Regions from separate parts of the Zea mays genome. Here region 2 is linked to region 1. A link is a contact called in public Hi-C data. All regions are on one chromosome and are shown on one strand. Each heading gives the region's core, a stretch centred on a gene start, on an enhancer-like site or on the middle of the called end of the contact. The rest is flanking DNA. Distances are from core to core; before and after follow the strand shown.

Region 1 (6,534 bases), core at 1,220-3,719:
GTAGCTCGTCGCTAATAGCCTCAATACTTTTCAGCCAATCGTCATTTAGCTCGTCAAACCGGTCCCTAAATCTGAAGGTATACTTTAAACGAACTAATCCACCTTCGGCGGACCCGGCAGCAGTATCCTTCGGCATCTCCCAGCTATCTAAAAGTGGCCACACTCTGTAGGCTATGTGTCATTGGATTAAGTCTCTTGTGCCGATGAAAGCACAAACATTGCTGAAAGCCTTTTGGCATGCTTCATCATTATGTTCGATCATCACCTTCGGCCTTCGAAGGCCGAAGCGAGACTAGATGGGGCGCTGGATAATTTCCTTAATATCCTCCCTTTCAATCAGATCATTCTTAACATAAAACCATTCCTCCATCTAGGCTCCGGGCCACCTCTTCCGAAATGTTGGAACTGGGTAGCTTGCATTGGGACGAGCAATGAATCCATAACAACCAAAGTTGTTGTGGTACTGTTCTTTGCCAGTAGCCTTCGTCTCGTACAATAGCTCGTGCATATTGCAGAAGCACTTTGCGCTCGGCTCCATCCCTTGGCTTCTTACAGCCCAAACAAACATCCCCATCCTAATTATAGCTTCGAGAGTAATCTGGTGAAGAAAGATCTAGAATATCTTCAGCACTTCAACCACAAATTTGCTCAACGGGAATCGAAGGCCTGCCTTAAAAAACTTCGGTAAACAACAACTTCATTTTCCTCAGGAACAGGGGTGGTGCTGTCTCCTCCAACCCTCACAATAGACATGTCGCGAAAGTATCTTCCTCTCATGGTGTCAATATGACTTTGTTTAATGGTCGATTTTCCGGAGATGGTATGGCTTGGCCGCCAGGGCCGGTCCTCAGAATCTTCATCTCCACTTTCCACATCATAGTCATCACTGTCATCAGAATCTTCAGACAAATCCTCCATTATCTCCTTGGTAATTTTCTCTCTATTAGTTTTTGCCATAGATTCATAAAATCCAGCAATAAATGGATCTGCAACTTTCTTCTCCTTATACAGCTTCTTTTCCTCAGCCATCTTCTTCTCTTCAGTCATCTTCTTCTCCTCAGACATGGAGCAAGCACTTGTCTTTAAACTGAAGCTCAAAAATCAGGCGAGGGCTGGTAAGCAAGAGTTAAAAATTTGAGAAAGTAACGCAAACAGCAGAAATAGCGTACCAAATGCTACCGCTGTGGGTTCCTATTTATACGCCTAGCGCTTTGCAACTTGGTGGGCCCCATTTGTCATTGACTTTCGCTATTCTAGCGAAGGGAAGGTGTTTTTTCGGACCTTCGGCTTAAGGCCTTCGTTCACATCGCAGTCTGAATTCGTTGTTACAAGAACAAATTAATACTGCGAGGGGCTACTGTTGGGGGCCTTCATCTTCTGAAGGTCCTCAAAAACATGACTAATATGTTTTCCAAGTATAATATATTCACAGAGACCTTCAGCCTTGGGATGAAGGTGTACACGATATGAAAAGCATGACCTGGGAGAAGGATGAACCAGTTCCGAAGCTTCGGCTCAGCGATGGAAAATGAAACCGACTTAAAGGGGAAAAGGTTGTCTAGTCCTCGATAGATTATCCCTTAGTCAATAGTAAATGTCAAAGGCATGGATGTAATTTTACACAGGCTGCGTCCTGTGTCTATAAATAGATGAACAGTAGCATCATACTGTTCACGCTAACTTGTATTCACTCGCACGTCACACTTGGATTTTTACCTTTTATCAAGCCGAAGGTACAAATGTAATTCAATATTATTAATGTTTATTCATGGTTATTTAATAAGGATACAAATAGTATAATGATTTAAAATGATTATTTGTATTCTTTATATGTAATTTATGTTCCTGTTTTCTATTACATGTTGAGATGATGAAGGTATACCCTTCATGACCTTTGTTTGAAGATCATTATATCCTGAGGGAGATAATGTTTCGAAGGACGAACGCCCTTAACCATTAACATTTGTGTTGCCTTGTTCTTAACTCATAGCATTTGAGAACAAGTCTCCAACAGTTAGCTTTGATTTAGAAGAGTTAATCTAGTAGACATGGAATAAGTAAATATCTAACAATGAAAGTAGGCGACGTGGTATAATTAATGTTGTTAGAGCGTAGTAAACATTTATAAGAAGTTAACGCAACTGGAATGGACCAAATCAGAGTTAAAATGAGTAAGATATGGTTTAAACAAGTTTCTAGATATTGTATTATTGAATTTATGCCTAAAAATAATCTCCAGGGTTTAATTTGCAAAGTCTCGGTTTATTTCTATTTATTTTATTCAGTTAATAGATGGCGGGTTAGTTTGTCAAATGTGCAGCTGCCCTTTAGCCATACTACTCCGCTGTCTACACACGCGCGATCCTAAGCCCTTAGATCATCATCGAACCACCCAAAACACATCCCGAACCGGTATACGCCCCTGACCACATGATTCCGGATCAACTATCAGATTTTTATGAAGCCCGGTCCGTTACATCCCTCGGATCCAATCTCAATGGTCTGTGTTCAGTCCAAGCGAAGGGGTGTCTTATTCTAATCTCAGGCGTTTATCTCAATTCGGACGGCCCATGCTCATCTTCAACCTCACGCACACCTACGGTTCCTTCTCTCCCATTCTTTCCCTTCGTTCTCTCGTCTACCCTCAGACCGGCCATGGTCCTCGGTCACTAGCAGCAACCCGCCGGTGATACGCCAGCGCCGCGAAGCACAACCCTTAATCCGGACTACCATGTTCGCGGAATAGAAGAACCGAGAGAAAATCTAACAAAAACATTTTAAGCGAGCTATCGCTAGAGCAAAAGGGAAAGTTTTGTACATGGCGAGGAACAAAACTGAGCTTAGCTAGACTAAAGGGAAAGTCATACTCACCACAGCGAGCTACCGCTAGAGAAAGGGTATAGCTCCATGGCGCCCACGACCTCGTTCTTCTGCTCGACGCGGTGGCGGAAATCACCACAACAGGCATGATGCTCACGGCTGTGCTTGGGATAGATGAGGGTAGGTTCCTGGTACACGGTCGACTTATATGGAGGTAGGGAAGCATGCCCTAGGCGGTGGACGCGCGGACTCCCCAGAGTTTGTTGCGGATATTTCATTTTCAATGCCGAAGAGGAAACTAATTCCCCGAGCTACGCGGAGAAGATAACGCTGACAGGAGGCCCCACGCGCCGGTCTCCGCATGACGAGGACGTGTGAGCAGGCGTGCTACAGCCGCATGCACCAGCTGCCAGAGGAGTTGGGGTCACGGAAGAAACGATGGTGTTTGGTGGAGCAGAGGGAAATCCGATCTGGTGAGGGTTCTGCTGATTGGGGTCGAGCTGGAACGGCTGAATCCGTAGGAGCTCGACGGGGAAGAAGGGGAGGGCGCTGGCTTGGGCGGCGTGTGGATCAGGGGCACAGCGCAGCCACTAGGGTGCCATGGCTGGGCGGTGAGGCGCCACTGGAGAAGCGGAGGGAGGAGCAGAGTGGGATTGGGCCGGCCAGGGAAATTTTTGGCCCACGCGGGGTGAGAGGAAAGGGAGCCCGAGAAGCTTATTCATTTTCTATTTCCTTTCTTCTTTTATTATTTTTTCAAACTAACTTTAAATTTTTTTATTTTGACTTCTGATTTAAAATATCCAGTAGAATTGCAATATGAGGTAACCCTTACAGTCACATTTTTTATTTCCTAATGTTTACTTATAGGGAGATAATTTACTGAATCAAAGTGTTATTCCAAAATTCAAGTATAACTATGGTCCACACTTCAAATTCAACTTTAGATGCAACACCATAAATAAAACTTCAGCATGATGCATTATTTTGGATATTGTTGGGGACTTGTTCTCAAATGCTATGAATTAAGAACAAGACAACATAAAATGTTAAATGTTAATGTCCTTCGTCCACGAAGCATTATTCCCTTGAGGATAATGAACCTTGGATGAAGGTTGACGAGAATACGATTACGAAGGTTAAGTCTTCGTAATCGAATTTCAACAGATTGTATAAGATAACATAAAATAAAGGGTATTAAAGGTAAATGAATCATAAACGAATCATATTATATTTACTCAATATATTGAATCATTGAATACAGTTATACCTCTGCCTTGGCAAAGATTGGTTCCCAAATGATGCGATTGCAATTACAAGAATGCGTGAACAGTAAAGGAATACTGTTCACTATTTATAGGCACAGGACACAGCCTGTGAGGAATTACAATTATGCCCCTCATAAAAGTTTACAACATTGACTCAGACCTTAATGGACTAAAAGGTCATTCTATCTTTAAGTCGGTTTGTAATACCGAAGCTTCATGAAGAGGAACCTTCGGCCATCTCATACAAACAGCTTCAGCCGAAGGCCGCTTCTTCCTACAAGACCTTCGGCGACGAAGCATAGACCCAACAGTAGCCCCTTTCGCGGTGCTAGATCGTTTTTTGTAACGAGCTTGATCCGTGAAAAAAGTCTCTTAAGCTTCGGGGAGCCGAAGGTCCAAAAAAACACCTTCCCTGAGCTCGTTGTCGAGAAACGATTCAGTTTCCCAGCGCGTAGCGGTCCCACCTTGCAGAGTTACTGTTTGGTCTCTGCGGTCCACCACGCAGTGAGTGCGAGCGGGTGTCCGCCTGGTGTAAAAATCCTGGCGCTTCGCCTTCTTACCTGCAGTACTATATAAACAGACGAGTAGGTGTGAAGTTACCACAGCATTCATTGCTATTTGCACTGTTTTGCTGCCAAAATTTTTAGCCATCGCCGAAGCTTGACTCTCGGAATCGAACGAAGCTCCAGCTTGAAGCCTGCTTCGTCAGAAGAAAAAACTTCGGAAGAAAAAAGTATTTAATTTCCACAAATTCAGAATTAAATGGCCAGAGTGCGTTCTACCGCTAGGGTTGAGCGTGAGGGGGGCGAAACTGAAGGTTCGGAGACTGTTCCCATCTCCGAAGCGATGCAACGATCCGGGCTGGTGACTTCGGAAAAGATCCCCGGTGCTGATGTAGAGCAAGCAGAACAAACAACTGCCGAAGCAGAGGAAGAAAACATTGAGGAAACTGATTCTGAAGATGATTATCGTATTGCCATGCCAAGCAAGCCCAGCCACTTGGACTTCGGAAAGTCTACTGTTTCGAAGGCTGATCTCTCCAAGATGGTGAAGTCGGGCTTTTTCAGTGAAAATCAGAAGAAGCTATTACGCTTCGGGGGAGAAGAAACTACCCCAAAGCCGGAGAAGGATGAAATAGTCATTTTCAAGAGCTTTCTAAAGGCTGGATTAAGATTCCCCCTACATGGGATTATTGCAGAGGTACTGAAGAGATTTGGTATCTACTTTCATCAGTTGACTCCTAACGCTATCGTTAGGCTTAGTGTTTATATCTGGGCACTCCGAAGCCAAGCGGTGGAGCCGTTTGCGGACAGCTTTTGTCGAGTTCACGAGCTGCACTATCAGACGAAGGCTAGAAAGGATGGATTGCATGACAATTTTGGTTGCTATAATTTTGCTTATCGGAAAACCACAAAGTTTCCTGTAATCAGCTACCGAAGCAAATGGGCAGCAGGCTAGAAGTCGGAGTGGTTCTATGTCAAGGTTGATGACGACAAGGAGAAGCTTGTGCAAAGTCCACTTGAACTAATCTTCGGAGAAACCCGACCTCATTGCAACATGACACCAGAAGGTCCAACTCAAAAAGCGATGAATGAATTCAGAATTATTGCAGAGCATATCAGTACAAGAGACCTGGTTCAGGAGTTTTTGGCTTTCAAGGTTTTTCCTAGTTTAAAAGAATGGGAAATGCCGAAGCTAAAGGGTGAGAAGAAAGAAGGTGAACTTGTACGGTTACCTTACTATTTCAAGTTTAAGAAATACTTTAAAACACCTTGCCAAGAGTGGCTGGATACAATTGAAGAATGTGCAATGAAATACTCGGCAATTATTCCAAAAAAGAAGATCAGTTGATGACCGCGGCCTTCGGCACCCGTCCGAAGCGAAGACTAAATCGTGTGCTGGACGCCTTGGGTTTTGAATACCCTGATTATGAAAATCTGAATAAAGGTGCCGGGGGCCAGAAAAGGAAAAGGATAACTGAAGCCTTAAATGAAGATGAGAAAGAACCATTAAAGAAGAAAATTCCGAAGAAGAGGAAAGCGTCTTCTCCGAAGCAAAAAATATCCGACGAAGAAGAAACCCCCGCATCACCCTCTGCCACTAACGTGGAGGAAATTTTGAAGGTAATGACTGAATCCCTGCCTGCGAAGCTAAGTCCATTGGGGCCTCAACTGACAAAGTTTTTTCAGAAGGAAAAGGCTCCCGAAAAAACGAAGAAAACGACTAAAGCAAAGAGACAAAGAATCATCACTGTGACAGAGGTCATTGACAAGACACCACCAAGAGCTTCAGCTCAGAAGACACCAGCGGCTGAGGAAAGAACAAATATTGAAAGCACACCTTCGGAGGTCGCGGCTGCCGAAGCTGCCTCAATTGAAGATTTGAACCTGGAAAGCACAATCGAACACATCGACAAAATGCTGCTAGATATGGCCACAGAAGAAGCTAC
Region 2 (6,534 bases), core at 1,590-4,089, 380 kb after region 1:
ATGATTGCATTGTAAGGGTACTCCATGTCAACAATATCAAACATAACTTGCTCAGTCCTTGTGTTGTTGATGAATCCGAAGGCCACTGACATTGAGATTTTGCCAAGTGCTACAATCTGCCTTCCTCCGAAGCCGCAGAGGGGATGTGTGGCATCAAGAATTTTATCTTCGGCCTCTTGCATCTGTCTGAAGGCCTTAGCAAATATGATATCAGCTGCACTGCCTGTATCAACCAAAACATTATGGACCAGAAATCCTTTGATAACACAAGAGATAACCATAGCATCATTGTGTGGGTAATCCTTGAGTTGAAGGTCCTCTTGGGAGAAGGTAATAGGAATGTGAGACCATCTTGACTTGATGAAGGGTCCTTGCACCCCGACATGTTGTACCCTTCTCTGTGCTTCCTTCTTCTGTTTCTTGTTGGCTGGTTCTGAACATGAACCGCCTGTTATCGGAAGTACTAGCTTCGGAACCGAAGCAGCTCCAGCTTGAATATTGAACGAAGCCATCAGCTCAGAAAAGTGGAAGTGAGTTCACCGGAGGTGGGCGCCAATGTTGGGGACTCGTTCTCAAATGCTATGAATTAAGAACAAGGCAACATAAAATGTTAAATGTTAATGCCCTTCGTCAAATGAAGCATTATTCCTTTAAGGATTAATGAACTTCGGACGAAGGTTAAAGACGATACAATTACGAAGGTTAAATCTTCGTAATTGAACTCTAATAGATTATATAAAATAATACGAAATATGAAGCATTAAAGACAAATAAATTATAAATGAACAACATCACCTTTATATTATCTCAATTTAATGTATTCAAATACTAAATACATTTATACCTCTGCCTTGACAAAGATTAATTTCCGATTGACGCGATTGCAATTACAGGAATGCGTGAACAGTAAAGGAATATTGTTCACTATTTATAGGCACGAGACACAGCCTGTGAGGAATTACAATCATGCCCCTCATAAGAGTTTACAACAACGACTCAAACACTTATGGACTAAAAGGTCATTCTACTTTTAAGTCGGTTTGCAATTCCGAAGCTTCATGAACAACAACCTTCAGTCATCACGTGCAGACAGCTTCAGCCGAAGCTGTTTCCTTCTGCAGGACCTTCGGCGACGAAGCATGGTCCCAACAATATGCTATTGAAATTTTGTATTTTTTAGCATCTTAACAATTTTAAATAAAAAAAACTAGAAACTAGAAAGTTATAGATCCTCATCTAAGTCTATAATTTTAGTATAAAAAGTATCTTCATTTAACTCCATAGAGAAAAAAAATTCTAAGATGATAAGCCTTTGTACGCAATAAAATATTGGTGAAACTTTATATTTTTGTAGCGTCCTAATTAGGGCTGGACGAAATGCTCGTGTCTCGCTGGCTCGCTCGGTTCATGGCCAGTTCGGCTCGGCTCGGATCGGCTCGTTTGAATTTTTCACGAGCTGATCTGACATCCTAGCTCGGTTCGTTAACGAGCCAGCTCGCGAGCTAAACGAGCTACCATATTCCAGCAAAACGAAACTATATGTATATCATTTACAGAATAAATGATTAACATGTTATATATATATATATATATGAGGTGTCTATGGCCTATGAATTAAACTAATGATTAATGAACTATGTCTATGTGTTAATTTGGTCTATGCAAATATAATTATGGGTTAAACTGATGAACATGTATGTGAATTGTGAATTAATGAGGATTGAATTGTGCTAATTTTGTGTTATATTGACGTGGTTTGTGAAGCTATAAGTATAATTATTATTTTCTATTGTTAAATTAGTTTGAAATTAACTAAAAAATAATTATTATGTATATTTTTTTTGCTCTGGCTCGTGAGCTAAACGAGCTAGCTCGAGCTCGTAAACGAGCCGAGCCGAGCTGACTCGGTGGCTCGTTACCTTAACCAGCCAAGCCGAGCTGGCTCGTTAGCTTAACGAGCCAGCTCGAACTCAGACGAGCCGAGCCGAGTTGGCTCGTTATTCACCCCTAGTCCTAATGGCCTTAAATGACAAAGGTTCAAACTAGAAAGGTGTAGATCTCGGGACATACAACTTTCTACTTTTTTATTTTTATTTTTGTTGTAAAGATACTAAAATCTAATTGCACGTTTAGACCTCACTACCATAATTCCGCTCTTTATCGAGTGCCAAATGATTTGTCGAGTGTTTTCTTTCAGGCACTCGGCAAAGAAGCTATTTATCGAGTGCTAAGTCAAAAACCCTCGATAAAAAAACACTTGGCAAAGAATCTCTGTGTCGAGTGTTTTAGTTTTAACACTTGGCAAAGAGTTTCTTTGTCGATTATTTTTTTTCAACACTAGGCAAACACAACTTAAAAACTAAATCACATTTTGAAGTAGTAAATTAATTCAAATTAAAAAGTTTTCAACTACAAATTTGTATAACTCATCAAGATATACAATTTATATTTTGATCATTTCTTCGTATAATAAAATAGAGTTGAATTTGTTCATAAACCTCTCGTGGTTTTTGAAACTAGAAGAGTGATGTATAAGATTTGTGAATAATGTTATAACTATCACGTGGGAATAAATGACCAAACAATTAAAATAAATTTTATAGATCTTGATAAGTTATAGAATTTTGTAGTGTCTTACACTCGGCAAAGAAGACGAGTATGGTAGTGCGTGAGGGTATTTTGAAATTTCGCTCATTCTGAAACATGCTTCCTCTGAAACCTACTTCCACGAAACAGCTGCATATGGTAGGTTTGCGGACGGTGTGATTTTACCGTTCCATGCATCTCCGCGAATGAGCAGACGTACACAGTGCGTGCACGAGATCACTTCTGCGACTGCGTGCACATGGGCCGTTGATGGGCCGATCCAGCCATCCAGGGTGGTCGCAATAGTTAAAACAGTGTCAGCACTGCACGGCATTAAAATTTAGACAGCCTTAATTTATGAGCCTCCACCAAGCCTGCCTACCCACCCACCCACCCACCCACTGTATCCGCTGCCATGCAGGAGTATAGGAGTAGACGTTATCTGCATGCGGCTTGTGGGCCTAGAGTTGCTTAATTAAAGCCTGTGTAATAGAGCTCCATCAACTCTAGATTTCCATTACACCCCCTGATGACGCCTGTGTATATATCACTAGCTATACGTGGCTACGGTAGATCTTGATTAAATAGGATATTTATTTAAATACGATCGAAACTTATAGATTTACATTAGTACAAAAAGGTTCAAAGCCCGCGGGACGATATATTTTTACAGATGGATTCGGTTATCAACCGTCTGTGCTATTTTTAGTGACGGTTCCTTAAGAAAACCGCCACTAGAAATCGTATTTTTGCAGGCGGTTCCTTACGAAAACAGCATGTAAAAATCCATGATTTCTATTATTGGTTTTCTTAAGGAACCGCCTGTAGAAAGCATTTTTATCCTTAATTTTTCGAGTTTTTCAAACGACCTCGTATGACAAAACCATCAAAAAAAAGTTGTAGATCTCTAAAATTTATAAAATTTTATAGTTGACAACTTTTTTATTTGAACTCATTTCGGTTCTCAAAAATTGAATCTAAGTATATCAAATTTAAAATTCAAATTTTGCAAACTACCTCGAATGAAAAAAGAGTCAAAACTAAAGTTATAGAACTTCAAAAGTTATTCAACTTTGTAGTTGACAACTTTTTTTATTTGAATTTGTTTAGGGTCTAAACAAGCAATTTACAGTCAAATGATTGTAATATGTGGATAAAAAAGTATAAATTAGAAATAAAGTATGTCATAGGCAGAACGGTATTGGAGGGTATACGCGAGGGTGAGGTTGACGGTTCGATTCCTAACAACCATGTAGCGCATGAATTTCGCGTTAAAAATGCCGCAACTTGCGACTTCGACAGAAGCGGGTGGGTGGGAGTGAGTTAAATCCTCTCCTTAAATAATTTTTTGTTGTTTTTAAAACCAGTTAAATGTTTCTGAAAATAATTTTTACTAGCGGATTTATTACGTCGACAGCCAGTGAAAATCGATTTCCATTGATGATTTTGTTAAGACAACCGCCAGTGAAAATCGATTTTCACTGGTCGTCCTCAGTTACCCGCCTATAAAAATGATGATTTTTACTGTTCCTTATCACCGATGGTTCTAAGAAACGCCAGTAAAAATAGGTTTACAACCGTCACTATAGAGCTTCTTTATACTAGTGTTCTAGATCGTACGATTAAATTTTTATTTTCAAATTATTTGTATATATATACACACAACATGGCTCCTTTGACATAAGTAAACAAACGGTTCGATTCCTAACAACCACGTAGCACATGAATTTTGCGTGAAAATGCCGCAACTTGCGACTTCGACAGAGACGGGTGGGTGGGGGTGAGTTAAATTCTCTCCTTAAATAATTTTTTTGTTGTTTTTAAAACTATTTTAATGTTTCTGAAGATAATTTTTACTAACAGATTTATTACGTCGATAACCAGCAGAAATCAATTTCCACTGATGGTTTTGTTAAGAGAACTGCCAGTGAAAATCGATTTTCACTGGTCGTCCTCAGTTACCCGCCTATAAAAATGATGATTTTTACTGGTCCTTAGCAACGATGGTTCTAAGAAACGCCAGTAAAATAAGTTTACAACCGTCACTGTAGAGCTTCTTTATACTAGTGTTCTAGATCGTACGATTAAATTTTTATTTTCAAATTATTTGTATATATATACACACAACATCGATCCTTTGACGTAAGTAAACAAACAGTTCGATTCCTAACAACCGCGTAGCGCATGAAATTTGCGTGAAAAATGCCGCAACTTGCGACTTCGACGGAGACGGGTGGGTGGGGGTGAGTTAAATCCTCTCCTTAAATAATTTTTTGTTGTTTTTAAAACCAGTTTAATGTTTCTGAAGATAATTTTTACTAACGGATTTATTACGTCGACAGCCAGTGGAAATCGATTTCCACTGATGGTTTTGTTAAGACAACCGCCAGTGAAAATTGATTTTCACTGGCCGTCCTCAGTTACCCGCTTATAATAATGATGATTTTTACTGGTCCTTAGCACCGATGGTTCTAAGAAACGCCAGTAAAAATAGGTTTACAACCGTCACTATAGAGCTTTTTTATACTAGTGTTCTAGATCGTACGATTAAATTTTTATTTTTAAATTATTTGTATATATATACACACAACATCGATCTTTTGACGTAAGTAAACAAACGGTTCGATTCCTAACAACCACGTAGCGCATGAATTTTGTGTGAAAAATGCCGCAACTTACGACTTCGACAGAGACGGGTGGGTGCGGGTGAGTTAAATCCTCTCCTTAAATAATTTTTTGTTGTTTTTAAAACCAGTTTAATGTTTCTGAAGATAATTTTTACTAGCGGATTTATTACGTCGATAGCTAGTGAAAATCGATTTCCACTAATGGTTTTGTTAAGACAACCGCCAGTGAAAATCGATTTTCACTGGCCGTTCTCAGTTACCCGCCTATAAAAATGATGATTTTTACTGGTCCTTAGCACAGATGGTTCTAAGAAACGTCAGTAAAAATAGGTTTACAACCGTCACTATAGAGCTTCTTTATACTAGTGTTCTAGATCGTACGATTAAATTTTTATTTTCAAATTATTTGTATATATATACACACAACATCGATCGTTTGACGTAAGTAAACAAACGGTTCGATTCCTAACAACCACGTAGCGCATGAATTTTGCGTGAAAAATGCTGCAACTTGCGACTTCGACGGAGACAGGTGGGTGGGGGTGAGTTAAATCATCTCCTTAAATAATTTTTTGTTGTTTTTAAAACCCGTTTAATGTTTCTGAAAATAATTTTTACTAGCAGATTTATTACGTCGACAGCCAGTGAAAATCGATTTCCACTGATGGTTTTGTTAAGATAACAGCCAGTGAAAATCGATTTTCACTGGCCGTCCTCAGTTACTCGCATGTAAAAATGATGATTTTTACTGGTCCTTAGCACCAACGATTCTAAGAAACGTCAGTAAAATTAGGTTTACAAGTGTTACTATAGAGCTTCTTTATATTAGTGTTCTAGATCATACGATTAAATTTTTATTTTCAAATTATTTGTATATATACACACAACATCGATCCTTTGACGTAAGTAAACATGTGGTGCATAAGTTAGAGACTTTTTGTCCCTCGTTGAGTGTGAGCAAGGTTGGAACCCTGACAGACGCTCCAGCACGAGGATTCGCGGGAGGAAACTCACGCTTTAGGTCTTGTTCGGTTAGGAGTGAATTGAGAGGGATTGAAGGGGATTCAATCTTCTTCTATACAAATTTAAATAGGAGGGGATGTAATCCCCTCCAATCCCCCTTAAACCCCTCCAAACCGAATAAGCTCTTAAGGGTTTGTTCGGTTCTACTCAATCCATATACATTGAGAGGGATTGAGGGTGTTTCAATCCCTAGTAAGTTAAAAAATCTCTCAATCTGTATCAATCATGTCCAATCTATATGGATTGAAAATAACCGAACAAGCCTAAATGTGTAGTGATTTAGGTGTCATATATACAT

Evidence for each region. Hi-C and Micro-C count contacts between places; a contact is called where the count stands out from the background.
Region 2: a Hi-C map of ear shows a contact between it and region 1, with 2.0 times the contacts expected there. The contact joins two enhancer-like sites. A contact is called at or near these places in 2 of 25 Hi-C or Micro-C datasets (ear and tassel).

Annotation. Positions count from the first base shown.
Region 1 is chr7:100,952,597-100,959,130 of Zm-B73-REFERENCE-NAM-5.0, forward strand. No RefSeq gene overlaps it. Among protein-coding and RNA genes, the nearest start is that of LOC100191907, 250 kb to the right of the region's middle. Within about 2 kb of position 2,470, at least 19 of the 20 cell types and tissues checked have an H3K27ac peak or open chromatin away from gene starts, as enhancers often do. A contact at or near this core is called in ear and tassel, where this site is marked.
Region 2 is chr7:101,335,637-101,342,170 of Zm-B73-REFERENCE-NAM-5.0, forward strand. No RefSeq gene overlaps it. Among protein-coding and RNA genes, the nearest start is that of LOC103632634, 64 kb to the right of the region's middle. Within about 2 kb of position 2,840, at least 13 of the 20 cell types and tissues checked have an H3K27ac peak or open chromatin away from gene starts, as enhancers often do. A contact at or near this core is called in ear and tassel, where this site is marked.